2 separate regions of the Sus scrofa genome follow, and region 1 is linked to region 2. Evidence: chromatin contacts called from public Hi-C data. All regions are on one chromosome and are shown on one strand. The core of a region is the stretch at or near the end of the contact, and the rest is flanking DNA. Distances in the headings are between cores, read along the strand shown. Region 1 holds the start of WDR4 (tRNA (guanine-N(7)-)-methyltransferase non-catalytic subunit WDR4). Region 2 holds the start of ABCG1 (ATP-binding cassette sub-family G member 1).

Region 1 (6,898 bases), core at 2,645-5,144, 530 kb before region 2:
GTCACAGATGTGACGCAGATTCAACCCCTGGCCCAGGGACTTCCATACGCTGCAGGTGTGGGCATAAAAAGACAAAGAAAGTCAAGGCATTACATTAGTGCTGAAAATTATGGTTTACTGATATATAACCGTAAGGACAACAAAAGCCGCTCAGTCCTGTGACAGAAATACACCACCATCGGAGAGCTTGCAACAAAATCCATCTAAGTGGCACCACAAGAGACACAAAGGGAAGACTGTGAAACCGAAAATAAGCTGAAAACCATTTCAACTTAGACCTGATTAAGATTTAGAAGACAAGGTAAAGGTTATCATGAAATGTGATGGAAAAAGATCTTGGGAAAGATACATCTTGTTGGCACAGCTACCGTCAGACTTCAGAGTGTGAGGCAAGTTATTTCTCGCTGGCAAAAGCTCAAAATGGTACATTGTGTTTGCATCTGATGGTCAAACCGATTTTAAGTTTTCATCTGTACATGTTCTGTGTCTTGTGATATAACGGGATTCCTCCTAAGTCTTTATTCCTTGGTCTCCAACTATGTTGCAAGAACAAGTAGTTACTTCTCAAGGTTGTCATGTGTACAACATAAAGGTAGTGAGGCTTCGCACTCCGTTTACACACGCATATCACCGGTGATGGTTTCTCGAAGTGCGGGGGTGTGGACGAGGGAACAGGGAGCTTGACAGGAGCGAAGCCATCTTCCTGCCACCGTCCACCTTGGTGAACTTAAGGTGACCCATGGGAGGCTCTGAGAAAAACAAAGTCGTTAGGACTTGAGAAACTCCGGGCCCCCATTGTTCTGGAGATATTCAAAAAATAGCGCGATTGTACTGGCTATTCATGAAAGGTGAATCACCAAAGTAACAACATAAGACATCCCGCACAGCGATACCTCCTTCTGTATCCTGCATGTAACCAAAGGTTAATGTAGCATGTTAGACACGTAAGCAAGCACTGGGAATGCGTCTCCCCCTTTCTGTTTGGGGTCCATGCTTGGGAAGTGGTTCCCCGGGGACCCGCCGGCGGCATAAGGCTGACGTCCCTCTTCCTCAAGGGTCCTCCGAGGTGATGTCTGGGAATTCTACAGCATGAAAATGCGTTACGGAACATTTTATGAGATGTAAGCCCTGATTAGAATGGAAGCTTAATTTGCTTTCAAGCCTGGCAGTGCCCGGCTGCCCCTTTGTAGGAGCTCTGGGGTCTTGGTATTGTTATCCCACCCAGCACAGAAACTGCCAATTCACCCGCATGCCTGAAAAGTGCCCTAGAGCATGAGACTGGCCTTTCACTGTGCCCGCCAGCTTAGCTGAATAAGAAATGATGTTTGGAGCAGACTTATTTCCTGCTGCCTCTGGTTGCTGCCCAGCATCAAGCCCTCCTTGAAGCTGCTGGGCAGGGATCTCCGTGAGACTCTCCTGCTTTGCTTCCTGCCCTGCCCCCCCCCACCCCAAACCTCTGTGTTCTCTGTTCTGTGAATCACGGACTCTCGTCCATCTTCTGCCTCTATGAAAGCCCCTTTTACCTCGTGGCCTTTATGGGAGCCTAGCTTTCCCCAAGCATTCTGCTTTGTCAGCAGCAGCCACCTTTCAAGTTTGCGTGTAAATTCATCCGTGAATCAAAGCGGAGGTGGGGTCTGGGTCCGCAGTCTTCTGGTTTCCCAAGCCTCAAACCCATCGCGATTCCTTTACTCTTAAGCAAAAATAACTAATTCTTCACAACAGTCCATTAGTTGCTCCATTTATTTACTTAGCAAATATTGATCGAACACTGACTTCATGCCAGGTTTTGTGCTGCAATCTGGGCCGTTGGTGACCGGCCAACTTAGGCATCAGTTCCTGCCTTCGTGGCATTTGCAGCCTGAGACAGACATTAAACAAATTATCACGGTGCTGTGGATGCAAACAATGGAGAATCAGTAAAGGCTTCCTCAATGACTCTGCTGGGATGACGCTGGGAATAAACCAGGGACACTAAAGAGATAGGGTGTGGGGAGAGCATTTCAAGCAGAAAGAACAGCGTGTGGTAAGGTCCTGTGGTTAGTCGGAACACGGTGCCAGTGACCTGGAAGGGTGGTCATGAGAATGGGCCTCGCCTGGGAGGGAATGAGGCTGTGGAATCGATAGGAGTCAGACCACATGGAGTCTCAGAGTGGAAGAGCAGGATTTGGTCTCTGGACGGACAACAACGAGAAGCTTTTGTTCATGCTAAGCAGGGGAATGAAATGACTAGAACCGTGTCCTGAAAATACCTCTTGGGCTTTAGTGTGCAAAACGGATCTGAGGGGGACACAGGGGCAGATGTGAGACCAGCAAGTGGCAGGATTGCTGTGGCCACAGAAGCCATGGAAATGGAGTGAAGGGGCTTCCAGAAGGATTTAAGTGGTTAGAAGAACAATGTGGGATGAGGGGGCTGTGAGTCCTGAGAGATTCCCCCCAACTGGGATCGGGTGATGCACTCCATGAGCACAAGAACACTGGGAAAGAGCCCCATTTTGGGTTGAAAAATGGCAGTTCATAGCCTTTGTGGTTTTTTTTTTTTTTTTTTTTATCTTTTATCTTTTTAGGGCCGCATCTGTGGCATACGGAGGTTCCCAGGCTCTGGGTCAATCGGAGCTGTTGCTGCCAGCATACACCACAGCCATAGCAACACCAGATCCGAGCCGCCTCTGCGACCTACACCACAGCTCACGATTGCCGGATCCTTAACCCACTGAGCAAGGCCTGGGATCGAACCCCCAGCCTCATGGTTCCTAGTCAGATTCGCTGCCGCTGTGCCACAACAGGAACTCCAAACTCCACCTTTGTGTTTAAGGCATGTTTAGCTTATCGCCTTCCAGGGACCTCTGCCTTGAGCTATGAAGTGGCGTCTGGCACTTGCCATCAGACTCTACTTGGGTTAAATGAGCCACTGCAGCTGCCGGCCCACAACACCCCGAGCAGAGCTCAGGGTGGACAGAGGAGTGAGGCCCCCTGTTCTCTGGGAAAACTGGAAGGACAGGCTTTCAGATAGGTATTTTTAGGAGACGATTTTACGTGCCCAATTCTTGCATCTCCCCCATCAGAAAAACACGAAAATCCTTCATGGTGATGTCTGTTCCTGGTGACTGGTAGTGACCTTCAGGAGATCAGCCACAAACTTTTTTTTTTTTTTTGAGTGGCATATGGAGGTTCCCAGGCTAGGGGTTGAATCGGAGCTGTAGCCACCGGCCTACACCAGAGCCACAGCAACGCGGGATCCAAGCCGCATCTGCAACCTACGCCACAGCTCACGGCAACGCCGGATCCTTAACCCACTGAGCAAGAGCAGGGACCGAACCCGCAACCTCATGGTTCCTAGTCGGATTTGTTAACCACTGCGCCACAACGGGAACTCCATCCACAAACTTTTTTAAGATGTGTGTGCGGCAGTCTTTCAGCCCAGTCTGAATACCACCCAAGTATTCAAGGTCCTCTGTGAACGCAGTCACCTCCAAGGGTGAGAGCCGAGGAATCCACAGGATACTGGCCCCAAGAGCGGGAGGTGCATATCAAAGGAAGGATTTCAGTGAGCCCAGGCCTCTTTTGTTCCGACTTCCTGCTCTTTGCTTAAACCTCCCCTGAGCTGGTTCTCAGGGCTACCCGAGATGCTGTCTCTCCTGCTTAAGTCCTAATTTTCCCCCAAATAAAAACTTAATTCTCGGGAGTTTCCATTGTGGCTCAGTGGTTAATGAACCGGACTAGCATCCATAAGGACTTGGGTTCAATCCCTGTCCTCACGCTGTGGGTTAAGGATCCAGCGTTGCCGTGGGCTGTGTGTGGGTCCACGAGGCAGCTCAGATCCTGCTGCTGTGGTGGAGGCCAGCAGCTTCAACTCCGATTCAACCCCTGGCCTGGGAACCTCCATACGCCGTGGGTGTGGCCCTAACAGAAAAAAAAACAAAACAAAACCCAAAACACTTCTTTCTCAACTGTGAGGTTGCGGACTTTCTTTGTGGACAGAGTCCTCCTCAGACCCCTCCATGCTGGACCTGGACACGAGCTCAGACCCTCCCGTTTCTTGGAGGAGTATTTATTAAAAACCAAGTAGGTTCGAGGCCGGTCAAGTCAACCAGCCCGAGAAAGATCCAGACCCGGCCCCACCCAGGCCGGAGGAAGAGCGGAAACTAAACAAGCAGGTGCACTTCACCGGGACAAATTCGAACAAAACCCCCCAAGGCCGCGAGAGACGCCCTCTTAGAATCCGAAGGGCAAGAGGGCCTGTCTGCGCATGCCCGGAGGCGGCGCGTCCCACCGCGTCACCGCGCGGCGGCTGCGCGTGACGTCACTCCCCAGCGCCGGCAGGAAGAGGCCCCGGGCGCGCACGTGGGTGGCGGAGAGGCCAGAGAAATGGCGAGTTCCGTAGGGCTGGCGCTGTGCGGGGAAGCGCTGGTGGTGCGAGGCGGCAGCCGGTTGCTGGCCACCTCCACTTCGAGCAGGTGAGGGGGTCGAGGCCTGGAGCAGAAGCCCAGGCTGCGGTCGCGCGTTGGGGCCTTGAGGTCCCGGCTCTCCCGCGCCGCCTTGGGGTGACTCGGCGGAGCCCCACCGCTGCCTGCGAGCTCTTCGCACCCTTCTCGCACGACCCGCGCAGGGCGCCCCTTGCCGTCTCAGTGGTGGTTCTGCGCAGCTCTTTGCCTGGTCAGCGCCGGACACTTCCGGGCTCCGCGGGCACGGATCACGTGGGGGCGACGCGGGCGGGGCTGGGCCAGTGAGGGACCCGGAGGACGCCGGTCAGATCATCTCTGGCTGGTGGGGAGGAAGGCAGCCCTTGGCCTCCCTTAGGGAGAAGGGTTTGCTTTCCGGGAACGTGTTGGGCGCACTCCTTTCTAGCCTCCGTCTCCTTGCGGTCCTCCCTGTTCCCTCATCCCCGCCCACATCCATGGACCCCGCCCTATGCCACCCTTGAGTGGCTCTGCACAAAGTCCTCCTTCTGCTTTTCTCATTTCACGGAGCTTCTCTATTGTCCTCGGGATTTTTTAGTCAGTACGTTTGTTGATCGAAGAGTCCTGACTTAGGAGCCTCATTTTTATTAATAGTGGTTCCTTTCGGTTCCTTTCTTCTTTCCACGGTAGTTTCGAGTCTCTCAAACTTGAAACAGACGAGGTGTTTGTCAAATGTAAATGTACCCTCTGTGTTCGTTGCTCAACGTTTGGTTTTAGAGCAATTCGATGTTAAGTTCACATTTCACAAATTTATTCGCAAACCTGTTGTTTGTCCCAGGTTTTTTTGTTTCAGAGCCTCGTGGTATCTAACACCTGCCACATAGAGGTGTGGATCAAGTAGACTCTGCCTGTTTCCGTCCATACCTCTTGAGATGTGGTGGCAGACGGCCGGCAGAGTTCCTGCTTCTCTTCTTGCACCACAGTGTTCCACGTGAAAACAGTTCCGCCGCAGCCACTTTAAAGGCTGTACATTGGTGCAGGACGTCTTCTCCGTGCCAGGCCCTGGAGGGGGAGCCCAGGGTCCATTAGGGAACATGGGTAGCTTTTATGAGTGGTTGCTTGGCAACCATGGAAGCTTTTCCGAGGTATTTTTTCCCATACAAATAATGGCAGTTTTAAACTTGGGTGCAAAAGACCTACTGAAAATTCATTGACATCAGAACATGATTTCTCTTCACATTCCACCTTGTACTGATTTTTCTAGTACATGATATTTCCTGTTGGGTTTTTGTCCTCATTGATGATACTTAACTGATTTGTATGGATGGAGCATGCTAGTTCTGTGTGGCAAATAGAAACATAGCAGGTTAAGCAAATAAAACTCCTTAACTGTTTCCTGAAACATGCAGAGACAATTTCTTGAGGATAAGGCCCTGAGTGAATGTGCAGATATCGTTTTGATCCAGCCCCCCTCCCCAAAAAAAGGAATGAGAATTTTTTTTTTTTGGTTGTCTCCTTAGGGCTTCACCCTTGGCATATGGAGGTTCCCAGGCTAGGGGTCTAATTGGAGCTGTAGCTGCCGGCCTACACCACAGCCACAGCAATGCCAGATCTGAGCCACGTCTGCAACCTACACCACAGCTCACGGCGGTGCCGGATCCTTATCCCACTGAGCAAGGCCAGGGATCAAACCTGCAACCTCATGGTTCCTAGTTGGATTCATTTTCTCTGCACCATGATGGGATCTCCAGGAATGAGCATTTTTGTTAACCAAGTGCTTCTTTTAAAATATGTCTGTTATTTTTCCTTAGTGATGGTGACAGCCTTTTCACATATGACTGCAGTACTGCACAAAAGAAGACACAAGAACAAGAGCAAAAAGGGTGAGGTGATGCAGCAGCCTCTTCGGGGCCAGTTCATGGTTTGCATGATGGGACTGTACAGTCTAAGAAGTTAAATCGTTGTCTCGTTGGCTGAATTCTTCACTTCTGTTTTCTGGTTGTGCCTAAACGAGGTACCAACTCAGGAGTGAGATGTGGAACTAACTTTCAACTTCGTTCGCACTTCTCATTTGTTTGTGTCTTTTTAGGGCTGCCCCTGCAGCATATGAAAGTTCCTGGGCCAGGGGTCGAATTGGCACTGCAGATGTGGGACTGCGCCACAGCTACGGCACCGCTGGATCGGAGCCACATCTGTGACCTAAGCTGCAGCTCACAGCAATGCCAGATCCTTAACCCGCTGAGCAAGGCCAGGCCTTGAACCTGCATCCTTATGGACACGGTGTTGGGCTCTTAACCCACTGAGCCACAACAAGAACTCCCAAGAATGTTAGCACTTTTTAAAAGACTTTAGGGAGCCCTGGTGGCTCTGCAGGTTAAGGGTCTAGTGTCATTACTGCCGCAGCCTGGGTTGCTGCTGTGGCGTGGGCTTGATCCCTGGCCTGGGGAACTTCCATATGCTGTGGGCCAAAAAATTAGCTTTGTCTCTTAAAGAGTCGCGTG
Region 2 (6,792 bases), core at 3,764-6,263:
ACCCAGAGCAGCACCAAGAGCCACCCCTGTGCCCACCCGTCTTGCTCTCCAGGGACATGTGCTGTAACCCGGTTCGACTCCACAGAAGCCCAGGAAGCACCGAGTCCTGGCTTTGGTGGGGGCAGGGTAGGAGAGAGCGAGGGCCCTTGGCAAGACGGTTATCTCCAGGCCTGGTCCCCAACCTTGTCCCCAACAACATCTGCACCCCCACCTTGTCGCCCAAGTGGAAAGGCTGGATGTTTGCCTCCAGACTCACGTCCTGCTGCCAGGCTTGACTCAGCCCAGCATCCCCAGTTGCTGGGTGTTCAGTTAGGGGCGGGGAGTTTCCAGCAAATCCCTCCCCAGGGTGCGGCCCCCAGAACCTCCACCCCAGTGTTCTAGCCGCCCTGGCCCACCCCTTCCCTCCCCCTGCACCTGCGCTGGTGTCGACCCTGAGGAAGTCCTTCCAAGGATGAAAGGCCATGATTCCACCCACCTACCCCGGGAGCCAAGGCCAGACCTGGACTCTGACGGGGGTCTGACTTTCCCCTAAGGACTCCAAGCCTATCTATTCTCTCAGGCACTCACAGCCCAGATAAAGGCCTGGGCATCAGCAGTCAGCCAGACAGATGTAGCCTGTGGCCTCAGCAAGTTCCAGATCAAGACTGAGCCCCAGGAGTTAGAATCAGACAACAAGGAGACCCACACTGTCACCCAGTGCAGCACAGGCCCTGGGTGGGGACAAGGTATTTCAGGGGTATCAAAGGTAAGGTCACTTAGCATGGGGGGGGGGGCTGGTTCAGGACCCTCCCTGCGGGATGCGGGTGGGGGCAGCTCGTGCAAAGGCAGCAGGAGAGATCACACATCTGGAGACCTGAAATTCAGGGGCTGGAGCTCTGATTTGGAGTTGGGCGGGGGTGGTGTCGAATAAGATGGGACTGGAGAGGCACATGGGGTCCCCACACAGAGGCCTTGCAGAGCCGCTAAGGGGTTTGTACTTAGCTAGAGGTCTGTGCAGGTCCACGAGGGGTCTCAAGGCAGAAGTAACAGACCAAAAGCACAGTCTTCCTGCAGCAACGTGCGGAGGGGAGGGTGAGTGGCCCTACCCAGCTGGGGGCAGTGGGGAGACCCGTGAACAGGCCAGTGGGACCAAGCTGGAGGAGCAAACTGGGCACTGAAAGAGAAGCCAGAGGCAAGTATTTACTAGTGAAAGTTGTTTTTCTGTTTTTTGTCTTTTTGTCTTTTTCCATGGCCGCACCTGCAGCATATGGAGGTTCCCAGGCTAGGGGTCGAATCGGAGCTGTGGCCACCGGCCTACGCCAGAGCCACAGCAACGCAGGATCTGAGCCGCATGTGCCACCTACACCACAGCTCAAGGCAACGCCAGATCCTTAACCCACTGAGTGAGGGCAGGGATCGAACCCGCAACCTCATGGTTCCCATTCAGATTCATTAACCACTGAGCCACGATGGGAACTCCTACTATTGGAAGTTTTGAATTCCAATGCCTCCGGCTTGGTAGGTAAGCAATTATAAACAATAGCGGCTCTTGGATCAGCAATTCCCAGTTACAACGTGCCCATTAAACTCCCATGAAAAGATTGCTCCTCTTAGAGACGCCTCAACTCCACACTCCATTTCACATAGAGACCACCTCCACACTCCATTTCACAAGACCCCACCATTAAAGAGTGGCCAAGCTGCAGCCCAGCTGTGTGCAGCTTCCCCGTCTGCCCCATCCTGCCAGCCAGGATCCCTAACCTGCCCCATCCTCCCAGCCGGTATCCCTAAGAGCGCTTGCATTTGGCTTAGCTTTCTACAGACAAGGTGCAGTGGCCTCTGGGTCATCCCAGCCTCTGTGCATTACAGGGAAACCACACAAGTGACAGGGAAGCACACCAGCCCATCGCCAAAGAAACCAGCACCAAAGCAGGGCCCACCATCACCCACTGTCCCTCCACGGGTATCCAATTAACAAAATCCTGCAATCCTGTCTGACGGGAGGCAGTGGCTGTCACTCTGAAATAGACCAGCTCTCTGGAAACACATCCTCAGATGAGAGCGGCCGGCGATGTAGGTTACAGCTAGCTTGTCCTTAAGCCTCCTGAGCTCATTAAAAATGAAACAATTACATCTTCCCTCCCCGCTCATTCCCTTTCCTTGTTAGCTTCCCTCTCTTGCTGATGTGTGGTCTTTGACACACCTCCCCCCCACCCCGCAATGTGTGCTGCCTAATAAATGGTAAATAATGGTGAGTCTGCTTACAGGTGTTGAAATCAAGGAGACCCTATTTTGATTCTCCCGCTGCTGGCCGCTAGTGAGAAAGTTTTCCATTTAAATGCTAGTATATGGAGATGCTGGTTTAGCTGGGAAGGGTCTCACACAGTCAGCAAGCCCCCGGGCCATTGGAGACTGGTTCACTCTCTTTCCCCAGAAGCATAGTTAGAGATAGGAACTTCTTCCACAGCATCTTGGGGATGGGAGGGGAGGGAAGAGGAACATGCAGGCTCCAGACCCTGACATGCATTCTCTGACTTCTCTCACTACTGCCAGCTTTGGTGCCCAGCTAGACCAGCAGACTCTGCAGCTGGAGAGCAGATCCTTCCCTGAGCCCTGGGCACAAAAGACGAAAACATACAGGTCCAGAATCCTCAAGGCCACTCACTGCCTAAGGGAAATAAACCCAAATGTCACATCCTTAACTAAGCAAAGGGGGGATGTCACTTGCCTGGCCACTCAGGATGCCAAAGTCATCATCTTCAAAATCTAGCCTCAAACAGCTAACTACCAATCCCAGTGGGAGCCCGTGCCCACCCCACCCGGCCCAGCTCAGGAACTCCAGCACACTGCCTGGGTGCTTCTCTCACCCTTCCAGGCACCTGCTCCAGATGCATAGCTGGCAGTCAGCCTCAGGCTGGACCCCAGAGCAAAGCTTAGTATTCCAGGGAATCTCTGAAAGGCTCTGTTTGGGACTTGGATAGGATTTTTTTTTTAATTAAAAAAAAAAAAGCGTGAAGTTTTCAGGGAGAAAAGTGATTTTCACATAAAACAATGTTCCCTTAAAAAATGAGCCTAACTAGGAGCACCTCCAAGTGACTCAAACACTTGCATTCTGGGGCTATATTGAACCGTAATGTAACATCCACGAAACGCTGACATAAAACATCTGTACCTTAGAACATTGAGCCGCTGTTTTTCCGCATGTAGGAGCTACTTTTGCAGCTCCGAAAGGGCTTCAAGAGTTACCCGGCATCTTCAAGATCTGAAACTTTCTTTACCCACAACTAACAATAATAATCTCCTTACTTTTCCATAACCACCATAATTTAGGAATCCCAAAGAAATGAACAAATGTGAAATGAAGAATTGCTACGTGTTCCACAAAATGTCATGAGGAGGGGACTGGCATTTTTGTTTTGTGATTCCTCTTATACACAAGAAGCTAAGTATGGGGTCTAGGCAGTGTGTGCCCAGAGATGGGACCTGGCCCCCGGGGGCGGGGGCTCCCCCTGCCCCCAGCTTCTTCCTGCTCTATCATCTACCAACCTCCTTGATGGGTCTGCGGCCCCATTCTATCGGTTTACACAAAATCATTATATAATGAGCTGGCGAGGCTGGGTATGTTCTACAGTAACCTGTTTGGAATCACAGGATGCAGTTGTCAGAGTAGAGCATGCGCAGAAACCCGGCTACTTTTTTTTTTTTTTTTTTCCTCTTGAGCTCAAGGCAAGAGGTAACTGTCGGTCAAACCCTGCTGAGCCCTGCTGACTTCAAATAGAGGATGCTAAAAATGAAATAAAAGCAAGGGATGGGGGCAAAAACCGATGTGTACACTGTGGGGTGACAGCTCATGGAAAGTAACTAGCAGGATAGTAAATACACAGACAAATGAGAGAAGAGGGATGGATAGGGAGGGTGAGAGGGGTTGGAATATGGAATACTTTCTGTTTGTACTTTAGATGACCTGAAATCAGTCCAGAAGTACCTAACTGCACTGTGGGCGTGCTAGGCATAAAAATGAAAGGCTCTAGAACGCGTGAGACGAGGGTTAGTTTGCTTTTTTCTAATGTGAGTTTATAGAGCTGTTTTAAAGGAGCAAGAGGAGAGTCTTAACCATTCACATGAAGAGCACTTGCAGTGACTGTGCCCAGCAGCGAATTCAGCTGCAGCCGGTGGTCCCTTTACGGAGCTGGCGCCCTTGGGGAGAGTGAGATGCGCACCTCTGCCCCCACCCTGGTCTCTCCCCAGGATGCAGAAATGTGGCTGGAGTGTCCAGGCTGGACCCTCATCCGCGTCCGCTGCTCCCTCCAGAGCAGGTCCTGGAGAGGCTTTCCCCTGACAAAGGGGCAGCACAGGCTCTGGCTTCCCGGATCACCTCCTTCTTTTGTTCCCCCAGACCGTGCCGGAGCTCCAGAGAGTAAAGGAAGAAGCGCCCGCTCCCCAGGCTCTGGCTGTGCGCGCCGGCAGAGGGATCGGACCCCCTTTCCTTCTGGCCCAGGCTGCCGCCCATCCCCAGTACCCTCGGGGTTCCAGGCCCGAGGCCCCTCACCGGGAGGCGGACGAGGTCAAGGCTATTTCTCCAATGTGGGGACTGCCGGTCTTCTCCCTCCCTCTCTTGCGCCCCCCTCCCCCGCCCCCCGCCTTCTCCCCCGTCCTAGGCTGCAAGGAGCATCTTGAAGCGCCAGGTGGCCAGGACAGGGGGCGATGGGAATCGGGCGCCTCCCCCGGGGCTCGGAGGCAAGTGTCAGGATGCGGGTGCGGGTCTTTGTGCGTTTCTTATTCTCCTAGAGAACAGAACCAAGCTCCGGGGGCGAGGGATGCGCTCACTCACCATGGCGGTGCCGACCGAGAAAGCGGCCATCAGACAGGCCATGCCCCGGGGCGGAGGCGGCGGCGGCAGCGGCGGGGACGAGGCTGCAGGCGACGAGGACCGGCGGAGGGCACGAGGTTGCGCTCGCCCCAGGGTCGGCTGCTGAGCCCAGCGCGGGATCCGGCTCCAGCTCTGCTGCTGCCAGGGCCGGGCCCCGCCCACGACCCGCCCGCGCCGGCCCCGCCCACGACCCGCCCTCTACCCGCCCACGACCCGCGATTGGCCAGCTCTCGCGGGCGGGGCGGAGCCGGCAGGTGCGCGTGCTCTTGTTTTGCTCCTGCGGGGGCGCGGCTGGCCCAGCCTCTCCTGCCTGAGCCCCGTGCCCCGGAGTTTGGAAACTCGCGAGGGTCGGGCCAGCGGCGACAGTCAGCGGGGGTCCCCCGCCAGGACCGTCACCTCCAAGCCTGCCGTGCTGTGCCTCGTGGGACCAGGGGAGGCCTCTGGGGAGGGAGAGTGGAAGGCAAGGGAACTTCTGCTTTCTTTCTTCGTTGTTGGGCCCCTCTCTGCCAGGAGGAGCGTGAGAACCAAAGAAGGACGGTCGCTCCGACGCCGGCAGTACAGCTCCACATCGAGGCTAGCCCCCCACAGGCAACGCACTCATTCATGCCACACTGAGGCTGTGTGCCAGACACAGAGCTGGGTAACAAAGGGGAGCTTAGGAAGATACCCAGGCGTATGTCCTCCCGTGGCTCTCACCTCTGCGGCCCAACAAAAAAAGAAAAGGCTTTTTCTTTTTTCTTTTCTTTCTTCTTATTTTTTCTTTTTTCCTGTAGATGTGGTGTTTCCAGTACTTGGCCCAGAGCTGTGCTCACGTAACTGCATAAGGAATGACACTTTGGGCACCCTCTCCCTTGGCCCCAAACAGGAATATCAGATGGCCTGGCATCTGCTAAAACACCTATTATATGTAAGTGGGACCACTTCCTGGTAACCATGGTGATAAGACATTCCTTACTCGCAAACAGAGGCTAATGTTTTTATTCAGCAGTTTGCAGGTGGGGCCCGCAGGGAAGAATGCAACTCTCCTTACCTCCAGCACACCTGGTTTGTTCCTCCTCGCAGCCTCTGAGATGAGCAAAGCCCCCGTCTTTCTCCTCATCCAGAAAGGGAGCATGACTTCTCATGCCAGGCAGATGAGCTTCCCACCCCAGGGCTGACGACCATAGCCAAATTCTCCCCTAAACCAAAGGAGAGAGAGGAGGTAGAACATGTGAGTTCAAGGGCAAGACGGCCCAGCTTTGGTCTGCAGGGTTTCACGTGAAGAGTCCCTGCATCACCTCCATTCTATTGTTAGGAAATAGGACTGGAGTATTTCCAGGTGCCACTCTCTGCATGCTGGGCCCACGAGGGGCGTAGTGCCTTAAACGTGCTGAACAGCAAACTCTGAATGTTATCAAAAGAGGATTCAAATCCACAAACCTGCAGTGACCCTCCAGTGGGAGGCACTTCCTGTCTCAATAGGCTGCCCGTACCTGCCTTAAGTAGTTGTGGCTGGCAGGCGATCCCTGAGTGAGATCCCTGTGTTCCACAGTCCACAGCATCCGTGAGCCCCATCTCTGCACGTGAGGCTGCGAGCTATTCCATCATGGCGCCATATTTCTCTTCAGGCCTTCGTTCCCCTGAACCAAACATTCCTGGTCCCTCTGACATCACTGTGGACAAGATGCCCCTTCATCCTGCTCATCTTTCTCTGCGTGGGTTCCGTGTTCTCCATGTCCCCTGTGACACATGGGGTCCATCACTGAACGCCTGGTCAGGGTCTTCCCTCCCCTCGCTGACGAGCACCTGCTCCCTGGCTCTGCTCCAGTCATCGGTAAGGACATGCTTTCCCTGCCGCAGAACCTGCTACCTGGTATCCTGGGGCAAGCGGGTGGATGGACTCAACCAGCAGCTGACTATATTCACTTTCCTTGGACTTCGGTAGTTTCACTTGCCTGGTTGGC

Evidence for each region. A called contact is a pair of places that touch in the nucleus more often than the background predicts.
Region 1: a contact with region 2 is called in a Hi-C map of liver, with 4 times the contacts expected there. The contact joins the promoter of WDR4 here to the promoter of ABCG1 in region 2.

The regions. Positions count from the first base shown.
Region 1 is chr13:206,091,709-206,098,606 of Sscrofa11.1, reverse strand. It overlaps WDR4 (tRNA (guanine-N(7)-)-methyltransferase non-catalytic subunit WDR4), which reads left to right and starts at 3,894. Exons shown (of 11, transcript XM_005654080.3): 1 at 3,894-4,454; 2 at 6,209-6,280.
Region 2 is chr13:205,560,118-205,566,909 of Sscrofa11.1, reverse strand. ABCG1 (ATP-binding cassette sub-family G member 1) reads right to left here and starts at 5,013. Exons shown (of 15, transcript XM_021071021.1): 1 at 4,811-5,013. The coding sequence starts at 4,852.